2 separate regions of the Mustela erminea genome follow, and region 1 is linked to region 2. The links are chromatin contacts, called in public Hi-C maps. All regions are on one chromosome and are shown on one strand. Each heading gives the region's core, a stretch centred on a gene start, on an enhancer-like site or on the middle of the called end of the contact. The rest is flanking DNA. Distances are from core to core; before and after follow the strand shown.

Region 1 (6,198 bases), core at 2,209-4,708, 150 kb before region 2:
CATCTAGAGAGCTCTCTAAGAATGTAGATTCTGGAAATTCTGCTTCAGCAGTCCTAAGATCTGTGATTTTAATGAATGCTCAGGGGATACTAGCACAATAAAACCACTGACACCCACAAGTCCACACTCCTTGGCCTAATGATCAAGACCATATACAAACTGGTCTTTTAGGACATGTCAGGACTGCTACTCATCCTTCCAGTTCCAGCTGAAGAGGACTTCTACCACAGGCTCTTCTAAACGCACACACTCCAAGCAGAATTAACCGTTCTCCCTGGTTTGTCTGTAGCAGCGCTTCTTAAACCTTAATGTACATATGAATCACTAGGGCATTGTGTTAGGTTGTGATTTTGATTCAGTGGCTCTGGAGCCAGAGATTCAGAATCTCTAGCTGGTTCCGGATGGGCATACTTCAACTGTGAGGGCCTGCTGCACTCATCATAATATCACATCCCAGGGCCGTGCTTTCACAGACACTGTGGACAAGAGCTCCTGGGTTCTCTTAAAATCACCAGCAAGCATGGAAACTAAGGGAACAAACTTTGAAATCAACATAAAGCATCAACTGGAGCCTCCATGCTGTGATGATTTATTAGTATCAAACAACTGCCACCATTTACTGACTACCTTTGAGTTGTATCCATATAATTCTCGTATATGACCTGTTGTTACCCAGAGAAGTACTTGGGCCTTAGGAGGGCCTCCATAAATGGTAGCTCTTACTTCTATCTTACAGTACCCACGCCAGGCTTGTAATAGCCCCACTTATCATCTGGAATTACACTAGCCACTTTTCTAAACAGAGACAGAGACTGACCAATGAGATAACCAAAAGACAAAGAGATTACATAATTTGCCCAAGTTACTCAAAGCAGTCTGACTCCAGACATCAGGCTCTTAAGCCCTATAAATGGTTAGGTGATTGTAAGATGTCAACAACAGAGCATAGCTCCCACCCCACTCTCTTAAAAAAGGGCACTAAGGTTCAGAATGGTGAGGTGTAAAGTAAGCTGTCTTAGGCTTATAAGTGAGCCCTAGGGTAGGGAAGAAACAGAAGTCCAGGATAGTGACTTCCAACCGCTCATTCTATGCCAAGGCTACTTTGTCAATCTAACTTATCAAACTCTGAATGAAACAAAAAGTCTGATAAGGTTTCCACACCTGGGGAAAATGAGTCTACCCCACCCAGTTCCCCACCCAGTTGCCAGACTTCCTGACTCTGGGGATGAGCTGTCAGAGCCTCCCAGACAGGCACCACTCTAGTTACAAGATGCTCACGTGTCTTTCTCCTTCTCAGAACTTTCATACTCCAGGAACACGATGTGCTGGGGGTAGTGGCCACAGATATCCCCATTCACATTTTGGATCACACTGTAACAGTAGTCTCGGCCAACAGCTCCAGACATCTCTTCTCAATGCGCTTCAACCTGCACAGAGGAGGAGACCTGAGCATAAAGAAGATTCTGGGATTCTGAGTATGAGAATTAGGCAGTTCGTGACCTCAGAGGTCACTGGCAATTGACATGGGCCTCTGTGATTATTATGCAATGCTAGGAAGAGACACGTTGCTGGGACACAGGCCCTAGATGTGTACTTCATTAATCTATATGCAGTATGTTTTGGGAGGTCTCTGAACCCCTCAGTGTTGCAGTGAACTGTTAAGCACTTGAAGGAAAGGGCTACAAGTTTCATTAGATTTTCAAGGCAGTCCACAATCCATAAAATATTATGAATTCTTGCTCTAGGTTAATCCATTATCTTCCCCTGGCTCCAGATTACTCCCCATTCTCTAGTCACAAATACCCAGACACTCTAGTTAGTGTAATGAGTAAAAGATGCAGACAAGGCTGTCTCCCCACACTCCATTTATTTATCAAATAAAAGGATGAACTCCCCTTAACATTGCTCGTATTTGGTTCACAATTCAGGGAAAGCTCCACTAGAAAAAAGGCATAAGACGTGTAATATCTTGAGAAATCTACAAGAGATCAGGAAGCCTGGAGAGGCTTTAAAGCTGGCTACAGTGAAAGTCAGCTATAACTTAAGACAACCCTAATCTTCAGGGGTGTAAGATGGAAGAGGGGATCAGCAAACCCTTCACAGCCACTCAAAAGACCAATGGAGAGGAAAAAACTCATAGTGGCTTAAACTAGGAATTCTCAAATTTTAAGATGCATGAATGTCATTAAGAAGCCTATTAAAAAATACAAATTTCAGGTTCCCAACCTCAGAAATTCTGACTCAGTAGAACTGGATGGGATCAAGGAACCTTTATTTTTAACAAGCATCCCAGACAATGCTGAAACAGTGGTCCTCAGGCTAAGATCTGAAAATCACTTGGCTGTTTGGAGAGTGGGGAAATCCCATCATTACTGAAGTCTTCCCTAGGTTACTCCAGAGAGTAGCAGGATGCCAACTGCAGTTATGTTCCAGCAAGTATCCCCTGGAGCCACACCAGAGTTCATGGCCCAGAACGGAAAAGAATCCCACTGGAAAGCCTGATGCTAACCTGCCAAAAGCACATGGGAATAAGAAATAGGAGGATCCGCAAGATTCCCATTTGACTGCCAAACAGTGCCTAGGGAATGGCCTTACCAGGCTGGATTGCCTTCCAGGTGTAGCAATAAGGAGACTGACGGAACTAAGACCTGCTTTGATAAAGGAATAGAGGGAGATGTGGGCTCTTTTCCTGATCTGTAGGGGAAGAAAAGAGATGGGCCTAGTCTAAAGTCACACTCACACTGTGGAAGGAAGCAACACATTCAGTCCATGTCTTGGTTCCATTCTGACTTCTGACCTAGAGCAATCATCTAGACTTTTTTTTTTTTTAAAATCATCTCAACCTGGGGGGTTTTGTACCCACAACCTGATGCACGGGAATAACACTTCTCAGCTTCCCCTCTCTACTGTCTGAACATGGACTCTCAGCTCTGATCCTTGACCTCCAAACGCCTTGTCTCAAACCAAAAGACGTCCTTTCTTGGCTCATTCGGACCTTAGTTCTTCCTTTTTCGGTTCTTGAACCCGACCCTTACTCTTTGGGACCAGACCCTGGAAACTTCCCTCTCTCCTTTCTCTGACCCCTGATCTCCGCCTTTCTTCCGTAACTTTTCAAGCCAAGGAGTTATCTTTGTGCTCATTTCAACTCCAAACTCACCTTAGAGCCGCCCGTCCCGCTGCAGTCCTTGGCCCGGTACTGAGTCCGGGAGAACTCCTCTAGCAGCTCCCCGAGCCCCGGCTCCTGCGGCGGCGGGTTGCCCGAAGAAGCCGACGGCCCCGCCGACGAGGCGGCGGCGGCCCTAGCACCCGCCATGGCCCAACCCCACGTCCCCTTCAGCACCCGAAGTCTCCCTCAGCGCGCTCCACCCCTGCCCATGGCACCTGGAGTACCGACTCCGAGTCCGGAACCTCCGGAACAGCCTCAGCCACCGCCTTCCCTTTCCACTTCCGGCCCCGCCCCACCCTACCGGATGTTTACTTCAGCCCTGACCAATCGGAGCACGGGACTCGCGCCCTGCCCCGTGATTACCGGCCCACCCCCAAATGTGGAGCGATCCAAATGGTCCGGGGAGAGGGAGCTGGGGCCACTAGCAGAGAACTCTTGCCCCGCCCCTCGGGGTTTCCCCTGGGGAAGCCGGGCTAAACCATTGGGGCTGCGGGAGGGGTGTTAGTGCAGGAACTAGGAGGAAGAAACTATGGGAAATAACCGGAGGAAGAGTGGAATAAACCATTACGGGGAGAGAAGAAGGGAACGCTTGGAGGCAACTAATTAGTGTCGGCAATCATAGTAATAATAGTAAGTAAAAATAAAACAGCATTTCATAAGGCACTTTTTTTTTTTACACTGCTCCTTACAACATCCCTATGATTATAGTACTCTTATAGTAAACCTGTGTTATCAAAGAAGGAAATGGGAGAATTTCTGTAGAAATTCTATGATTAAAAAGCACCATATTTTTCTTTTTTGTTATTGGAACATTTCAAAAATTCACAAAAGTGGAGAGAATAGTATAATGATCCCCTCATGCATCCGTTAGTAAATTTCAACATATGCCAATCTATCTTCATCAGTCTTTACCTCAGCCAATAGAATAATTTTAAAGCAAATCTCATTATTTCATCTGTGAATATTTCAGTATTTATCTCTAAAAGATTAGTAGGGTTAAGATTTTTTTTTTAAGTCAGTTTGTGTATGTTAAGGAAAATTCAAGTAGATTTGACTTTAATCAATTGTTCATGAACCCAGCAGCATCCCAGGTAGCAAATATAAAGGAGCTCTGGAAAACTGTACAAAATGGAAGGATTTTATGGTGGGAAGGTGAGACAAGTTTAGAAGACTGGATCATTCATTAGTTTACCTTTCCATAGGGGAAACAGGGATTTTTATTGAAGTGCAGATTACCTCACTAGTGCTAATCAGGAAATTCCTAAATAATTGGTTTAAAATTACACTCCTGGGAGAGGCTGAAACTGCAGCTACTTTAGGTTTTAAGTCTTGAAGGTGCCTAGCGAAAGTGACCCCATTTGGGGCCTGTTGTTTCTTTTTAACAGGTGATAAAAAAAACAAACTCTACTTAATACCTCCTGAAGCAGGCAGTCTCTGGTCCAAAGTTTGAAAGAACTGCAAAATGGGGCGGGAGACAGGACGCTTTTATAGGAAGAGAGGAAAATCGAAAATGAATAAGGAACAGGGAAATAAGTATAGAGCCTGGAGTTGGCTTGTAGCCAGGGCATAGGGATGCAAGAGCGCGGGACTCTGGGGGTCCCGGACTAGGATCAGCCACTCCCTGCTGACAAAATCCAAAGGCAGAGGAACAGTGGTAGCGAAACTGGAGAGGAATTGGTTTCAGCGAGGCCAACACAGGGAAGACCGCCGACTAACATCTCAAAGACTCTCCAAAATGCCAAAAAAAATACTTCCAGGTTTATATAAAGGAAATGTAGGACAAAGGTCAGTGGGTACCTAAGACAGTAAAGGTGTGGTCAATCATTGTCATGGGTGGGGTCTGGCTGGCTAGGGCAGTCATCATGGCTTGAGGAGATAGTTTCAGTTCCCACCATCTGATACTTTGTCCTGAAGATCTTTTGCTTGAAAGTTAAGAAATAAGCTAGAAAGAACTTAGGGGCACCTAGGTGGCTCAGTGGGTTAAAGTCTCTGCCTTGGGCTCGGGTCATGAACCCAGGGTCCTGGTTTCTCCTCTCTCTCTGCCTGCGTCTCTGCCTACTTATGATCTCTGTCTGTCAAAGGAATAAATAAAATCTTTTTAAAAAAAAGGAAAGAAGAACTTAATCAATTTGAAAGTTTGAGGTCACAATGGAGAGAGTTGAAGTCCTCTTTCAGGGTTGGTGTTTGGGGATTGGCTGACTAAAGCTTCTGTGTAAATGCTCAGGCAGAGCATTTACAAATTATCTGTGTTTCAGTTTGTTAACCTGGTAGTCAGGAATGGCTCTATCTTGGGGCTAAAAATTTATTCACCTGTTCCCCCACCTTTTTTTTTTAAGATTTTATTTATTTATTTGACACAGGGGAGAGATCACAAGTAGGCAGAGAGGCAGGCAGAGAGAGGGAGGGACGCAGGCTCCCGGCCGAGCAGAGAGCCTGACGCAGGGCTCCATCCCAGCACCCTGAGACCACGACCCGAGCTGAAGGCAGAGGTTTAACCCACTGAGCCACCCAGGTGCCCCACCTATTCCCCCTTTTGATCCCCCTCTTGAATTTAAAAAGAAAAAAAAATCAGGGGCGCCTTGGTGGCTCAACCCAGCGGGAAGTGGCTCTGCCCAGCGGGGAGTCTGCTTCCCCCACCTTCTCTCTGCCTGCTGCTCTACCTATTTGCAATCTCTCTCTCTCTCTGTCAAATAAATAAATAAAATCTTTTAAACACCCCCAAAACAATATCCATGATCCAAACCAACTAGAATACTGAGAATACTTCTTTAAGCCAGTTGACTTGTTTATGTATTTTGTTGTATTTTTTGTAACTATGTCTCCACTTCCCAGGAAGTGTTTATCCAGCAAGCTTGTTCCAGAGAAACTGAGGCACTGGACATCAGAAAGAAATGGGTCACAAGGGGCGCCTGGGTGGCTCAGTGGGTTAAGCCGCTGCCTTCGGCTCAGGTCATGATCTCAGAGTCCTGGGATCGAGTCCCGCATCGGGCTCTCTGCTCAGCAGAGAGCCTGCTTCCCTCTCTCTCTCTCTC
Region 2 (6,190 bases), core at 3,200-5,699:
AAATCACCAGAGCTGAACCAGAAATCAGAAGAAAATTTTATTCTAGATCACAATCAAATTTTCAATAATAAGATGTATCCAATGATTGTTAACTGTGGCCTTATCTTTCATTAAGTTATCTCAACACGAAGAGGATAAGGTAAGAGTGGTTGTCTGCACATCTCCATTTTGCAATATATTACTTTCCTATCCAAAAGCAAAAAATGAGATGTCAACCCTCCACTAGAAAGGCCAGAATAAGTTCAGAAAGTATGTAAGTTCCTAGACACAAAACAGTATCAGAATATATAAAAATTTTCAAGCATACTGTTAAATAAATCCTATGAAAAGGGCCTCTATGATCTTTCAGAAAATGATTACATCAAGATCACAAAGGGTTCCAAACAACAGAAAATACAAGTGAAAAAGCAATTATTTTATAAGGTAACTTTCATGTTATGTAGTAATTTAAAACTAAAAGACATTTGGGCGCCTGGGTGGCTCAGTGGGTTAAGCCGCTGCCTTCGGCTCAGGTCATGATCTCAGGGTCCTGGGATCGAGTCCCGCATCGGGCTCTCTGCTCAGCAGGGAGCCTGCTTCCCTCTCTCTCTCTCTCTGCCTGCCTCTCCATCTACTTGTGATTTCTCTCTGTCAAATAAATAAATAAAATCTTTAAAAAAAAACAAAAAAAAACCAACAACAACAAAAAAACTAAAAGACATTTACATTTATATCTAAGCTATGCTAAACAGCCATTATGAGTGAAACCATCTTTATTTGATATGACATCTTTTATGTAATACTAATAAGAAGCCCACGTAAAATATTATTCATTAAAGGTTCTATTTCATTAGTCTGGTTTGTATCACCGAGAGACAATGCAAGCCACATTTGTGAATGACAAAACTCATTTTTATTCTTTTTGGTTCCCTGCCACAAATGCCAGAGTCAGATTACACATTATAGATGATTGTGGGATTTAAGTACATTTACACAAAACTGAAAATATCAAAATTCTGGGGGGAAAAAGTAGGATACAAGAGTCTTGGAGGGGTGGGGGGACGAAAACACATTGACATCTGTTAGATACTATGTAAGTGGTGGTATATTTGGGTGGTGGTTTTCCTTCAAGTATTTCCATACTCAAACTGTTGTGCCTAATCAAAGATCTGCCTAATGTGCAAGAGCTGAGGGGGAAGGGGAGATCATATAAGGGGTTCAGATGCTATCTTTTCAAGTATCCTGTACTCCAGACTTACTCGATTTCTGAGTATTCCTTCTGGCCCATCCTTTATTCAAATGGATCATGGACAAACATACATCCTTGTGATCTTACAAGACTACATCTGACACATATATAGTGAAATCAATTTTATAGGTCAAATGCCAAAAGAATAATCTAGTCGAGAGAAGTCTATACTAATACAGAAATTAAGAATATACTTCTGAGATTAATATTTAGAAATCATTCCAAAAGAGCCGTTCTTTTTAGAGTTTACAATTCCAAATGTAGTAATATGGTTAGCAAAACATCTATTCCATAAGGTAGATGTGGCCTAACAACTTGAGAGAAGGAAGGAGGCACACAGACAACAAAATATCAAAATTAATTCAATAATTAAAGTGATGGAGGAAACATGTCAGCTGCAGAAAAAAGAACTGGGTTTTCCCATTCTGGTGCTCTGGAAGATCCTTAAATTCTTATTACTTTGGTTTTAAATGGATTGAAAAATTAAAACTCTAATGGAACTTTCAGACCTATCCAAGCATAAATCCTCAGGCAAAAAGTGAAAATCTGCCAAAAAAACAAAAACAAAAACAAAAACAAAAACCAAACAAGAAGATTCTTTAACTATGATGCATTTCCAGATGCTAATATCCATAAATGGGTAGAAGGTTATGAATTGCTAACTCTGATCTCCCCACCAATAAAATGCAAAACCAGCTCAGCAGTCAAAATTCCCAGGAAAGCAAGGTTTCTTCTTGGTCCTGAAGCAGCCATCGCCTAAGTGCAGCTCCCTGCAGCCAACAGCATTAATGGACGCTGCACTGCTGTCCTTCCCTGGAGACAGCAGCCAGCACTACTCAAGCTTCTCACGTAGCAACCAGAGCTCCAGAGCCAGCAGCTGCTGCTGCCTTGTATACTCACCCCTGTGATCCAACCCAAAGAAACAACCTTCTCCTTACCCCACCCCCACTCCTTACACACTCTTTTTTTCTTTTTTCTGGACCAGTGCTCTATGCCAGAAAGGCTGGAATTATGCTTAAGAACCAAACAATCCTAAGGTCAACCTTTTAGTTTTAAACCAAAACCTTTTACCAAAAAAAATCAAAATTCACCAAATAAATTCCAAATATCCATTTTTAAATTAAGCCAGCAACGAAGAAGTGAAGATTAAGTTTTCATCTTTAAAAGGCCAATTTCCCAAACACTCTCTTTATAGTCAAATTTAAATTTGCAGCTAGAGACAGAGCCCTGTGTCTTATCAAAGGACATAATCCATTTTTCTAAACATGACAGTATGAGTAAACCTTGAAGACTCTAATCCCATAAAGGGCCAGAATTTGGGGCAACATTAGAAAACTAATGATCCTCCTGAGAAAACTGGAAGAAATCCAGTAAAAAAAATTTCCTGTGTCCTCCAAGAGGCCCAGAAACCTCTGATTATGTGAATATTCTTGTTTCAGTCCTTGCTCATATCCACATTTCACACATCTAAAATTACCACTTACAACTTTTCTCTCAGAGTGACCTAAAACCATTAATGACATAAAATTAACCATCAAGAAATTTTCTCGCAATTCACAAACATTCTCCTGAAAATCTCTAAACACTCAACTCAGCTGGATCCTCCCCAATCAAAAGTATAGCTATGCAACATCTGCTCAACAACAAAAAATGTAAATATGACCTTGATCACAAATATGTCATTTAAAAGCAAGTTGTTCAGTCAAGTTATAAAGGAAATTCCCAGAGAACCTGAGGACTCTTCAGTACTATGACCACGGAGAAAATTGGAGAAATGTACTAAAGTACAGACAAAGCCCAATGGAACCCTGAGCTCTGGGTAAGAAATGAGTTACTGGTGAACACATTGCACAAGTAACATGAGAAAGCAGAAAATGCAGGTCATACACGCACCCCTGACCCAAACCAGCAGAGCTGGCTGCAGCATCAGTATCCTAGGGAAAGACCAGTTACTGCTTCTAAGTCAGACAAGCAAAGGCGCTCTATAGAATAAATTAGCATAGAAGGGGCTTTCCCAACAGTTCAACTTTCCCTCTCGTGCGATTCACCTACTTAAAAAACCAGGGCTTTTTCTTACCACCATTCACCTTACATCCCTGGCTTCCACGCAAAGGGAAAGGGAATTCATAAAGCGTAAATTTTTCTGCTTTTAAGGACGTTCTCAAATGATCGCTCTCCACGCCCAAGGCAGGAAAAACGACACAAACTGGCTCAACTCCAGGCTCGAACCCTACAAATTCAATGAGGCTATCTCAGATACGGGGGCATACGCCACTGTATGCCCAAGAATGTGAAGTGGGGGTGGCGAAGGTAACGTCTTTAATGTGGGAAAAGAAGCAATCATTTGAGATGGGGACCCAAGAACGATACTGAAGGCGTCCAGGAACATTATGGAGGGGGGGATAGAGGCCTCCCCCAGATCAGAGTTGTCACAAGGCCGCGCGAAAGGGGGTTGGGGTGGGGGCTAGGGGAGAGGGGAAAAAAAGTATGCCTGTGCGTTTTTAGAGAAGGGCAGGGAGAGGCCTATCCTCAAGTAAAAGGTAAACGTGGAGTAGGCAGTTCCCAGGAAAAGGGGTGAAGAGGCGTGGGGGAGGGGAAGCGTCCTGACCCAGGAAAGACATGAAAAGGGGAGTAGGGTCGACTAGATTACGAAGGGGGCCTCTCTCCCTGGGAAATAGGGGTGCAATGGTGTGTGGGGGGCAGCGAGCGGGATGAGAAGGGGCAGCATCCTCCTGTAAAAAGCCTGGAGAGGGCCAGGCCCACGTCCCAAAGAGCGAGCGCGGGGAGACGGAGGAGGTGACCCTTCCTCCCCCAGGGCCCAGTCGTGAGAATAGGTCTCTCTTTTCTGTCGGACCCTTACCTTGTCCCAGGCGCTGCCGGGGCCTGGGCCCGGGCTGCGGCGCACAGCACTCCCGGGAGGCAGCAGGACTCGAGTTAGGCCCAACGCGGCGCCACGGCGTTTCCTGGCCGGGAATGGCCCGTGCCCGTGAAGTGGGGGTGGGGGGCAGAAAGGCGGAGCGAGCCAAAGGCGGGGAGGGGGAAGGGCCAGGGAAGGAAGGGGGGGGCCGGCACTACAGTGTTGGCGGACTGGCGGGACTGGGGCTGCGTGAGTCTCTCAGCGCAGGCGGGCGGCGGCCGCCCCTCCCCCGGCGGCGGCGGCGGCGGCGGCGGCAGCTCACTCAGCCCGCTGCCCGAGCGGAAACGCCACTGACCGCACGGGGATTCCCACCGCCGGCGCCAGGGGCACCCGGGACACGCCCCCTCCCGCCGCGCCATTGGCTTCTCCGCCCACCGCCCCGCACCCATTGGCCAGTTCGCCGCCAATCCGCGGAAGCCGCCGGGGCCGCCTAGAGAAGAGGCTGTGCTCAGGGGCTCCGGCTCCTCAGAGAGCCTCGGCTAGGTAGGGGAGCGGGACTCTGGTGGGAGGGGGGCCCGGTGGATCGGAGGGAGATGGGTGGTTGAGGCGGTCTGACGGAGAGAGAGGGGTCGCTTCCCCCCGCGGGCAGTAGGGAGTATAACGTTTGTTAGGCTGGAAGGGAAGGAGGTGGTCAGAGGCAGACAGGAGTATGGCCCGCCCTGCGGCAACCAGAGGGGGAGGGAGAAGAGCGGAAAAGGCTCGAATCCAGACGGAGCCATTGCTCATGCAGGGAGGAGCGCTTCCGGCTCACCTCTTGTTACTGATTGGCCGCTTCTCCTCCCGCCGTGTGTGAAAACACAAATGGCGTGTTTTGGTTGGAGTAAAGCGCCTGTCAGTTACAGCCTCGGGAGTGCGCAGTCGCCTGGGCACGCTCGCATTGCTCCCTGGGTGGGATGGGTAGGTAGATGGGGTGGGGAGAGAGTTGGAGGAGCGGGCGCGGTCGACCTCCCGCGGGGGGTGGAGGGTCAGTGAAAGTGCCTCCGAGCGGGCGTCCTGCCACCCGCCCCTTCCTTGGAGGGAGTCGGTTTACCCGCCGCCTGCTCAGCTTCGGCATCTGATTGGTTGCTGAAGCCCGGGGAAAGGCCCCATGCCATTGGCTCGGGTCCCAAATGAGCGAAACCACTGAGCGGGTCAGCAGGGGTGGCGGGGAGGCGGTCGTTGGTACGGTCCTTCCCGAGGCCCAGCGCCGCAGTGTCTGGCCCCGCGCCCCTGCGCAACGTGGCAGGAAGCGCGCGCTGAAGGCGGAGGCGGGCTGCTGGGCCGAGGCTTCTGGGTGGTGGCGACCGCGGCTCCGCCCCGGGCGTCCGCCGCTTGAAGGACGAGACGATCCGGATCTGCTCTCGGAGTCGCGGGGGTGGGGGAAAGAGCGGGGGTCGGTCTTGCTGGTTTGTGGGAGGGAGGTGCATGTTCTCCAAAAGTCGGCGCGAGCTGCAATCCTGAGGGATCTGCAGTGGAGGAGGCGGAGAGAAGGCCGCACCCTTCTCGGTAGGGGGAGGGGAGTGCCGCAATACCTTTATGGGAGTTCTCTGCTGCCTCCTGTCTCCTAAGGACCGCCCTGGGCCTAGAAGAATCCCTCCCTCCCCCGCGATCTCGTCATCGCCTCCAAGTCGAGTTGCTCCTTCTCGATTGTGGGCGGGACTTTTTTGCCCAGGCTTAACCTGGTGGCTGGGCGTTGTCCTGCAGGGGATTGAGCAGGTGTAAGATTTCTCTCTTCCCACAGACTTGAGTTTGTGTCACAAAGTAATTATAATAGGGGTAGAGGAAGGAAATAGGAGTCCAAGCATTCACCTTGGGCTGATTTTAAGCAGCTAGACTGCGTGTTATTACTACTTAAGATCCTTCTTGTAGTATTTTTCCTGTAGGTAAAGGGGAGGTTAAAGGCAGAGTGATTGGAGGTTTTTTTACTCACCCCATTTGAGAATCTTGCTGACACCAACCAAGTATAGCATTTGAAATTAAATATTAATCTTAAAATTCTAGGCCCTTTCCTAGCGTCCCTTTGGTTAGGGATCTTAGCAACTCGCACTCCTACTTTGAGCGCATGT

The links. Hi-C and Micro-C count contacts between places; a contact is called where the count stands out from the background.
Region 1: a Hi-C map of spleen shows a contact between it and region 2, with 5 times the contacts expected there. The contact joins the promoter of MTMR14 here to the promoter of SETD5 in region 2. A contact is called at or near these places in 2 of 3 Hi-C or Micro-C datasets (skeletal muscle and spleen).

Annotation. Positions count from the first base shown.
Region 1 is chr1:51,680,446-51,686,643 of mMusErm1.Pri, reverse strand. MTMR14 (myotubularin-related protein 14) reads right to left here and starts at 3,458. Exons shown (of 22, transcript XM_032326512.1): 1 at 3,147-3,458; 2 at 1,396-1,427; 3 at 1,279-1,393. The coding sequence starts at 3,313.
Region 2 is chr1:51,527,390-51,533,579 of mMusErm1.Pri, reverse strand. SETD5 (histone-lysine N-methyltransferase SETD5) reads right to left here and starts at 4,449. Exons shown (of 28, transcript XM_032326170.1): 1 at 4,089-4,449.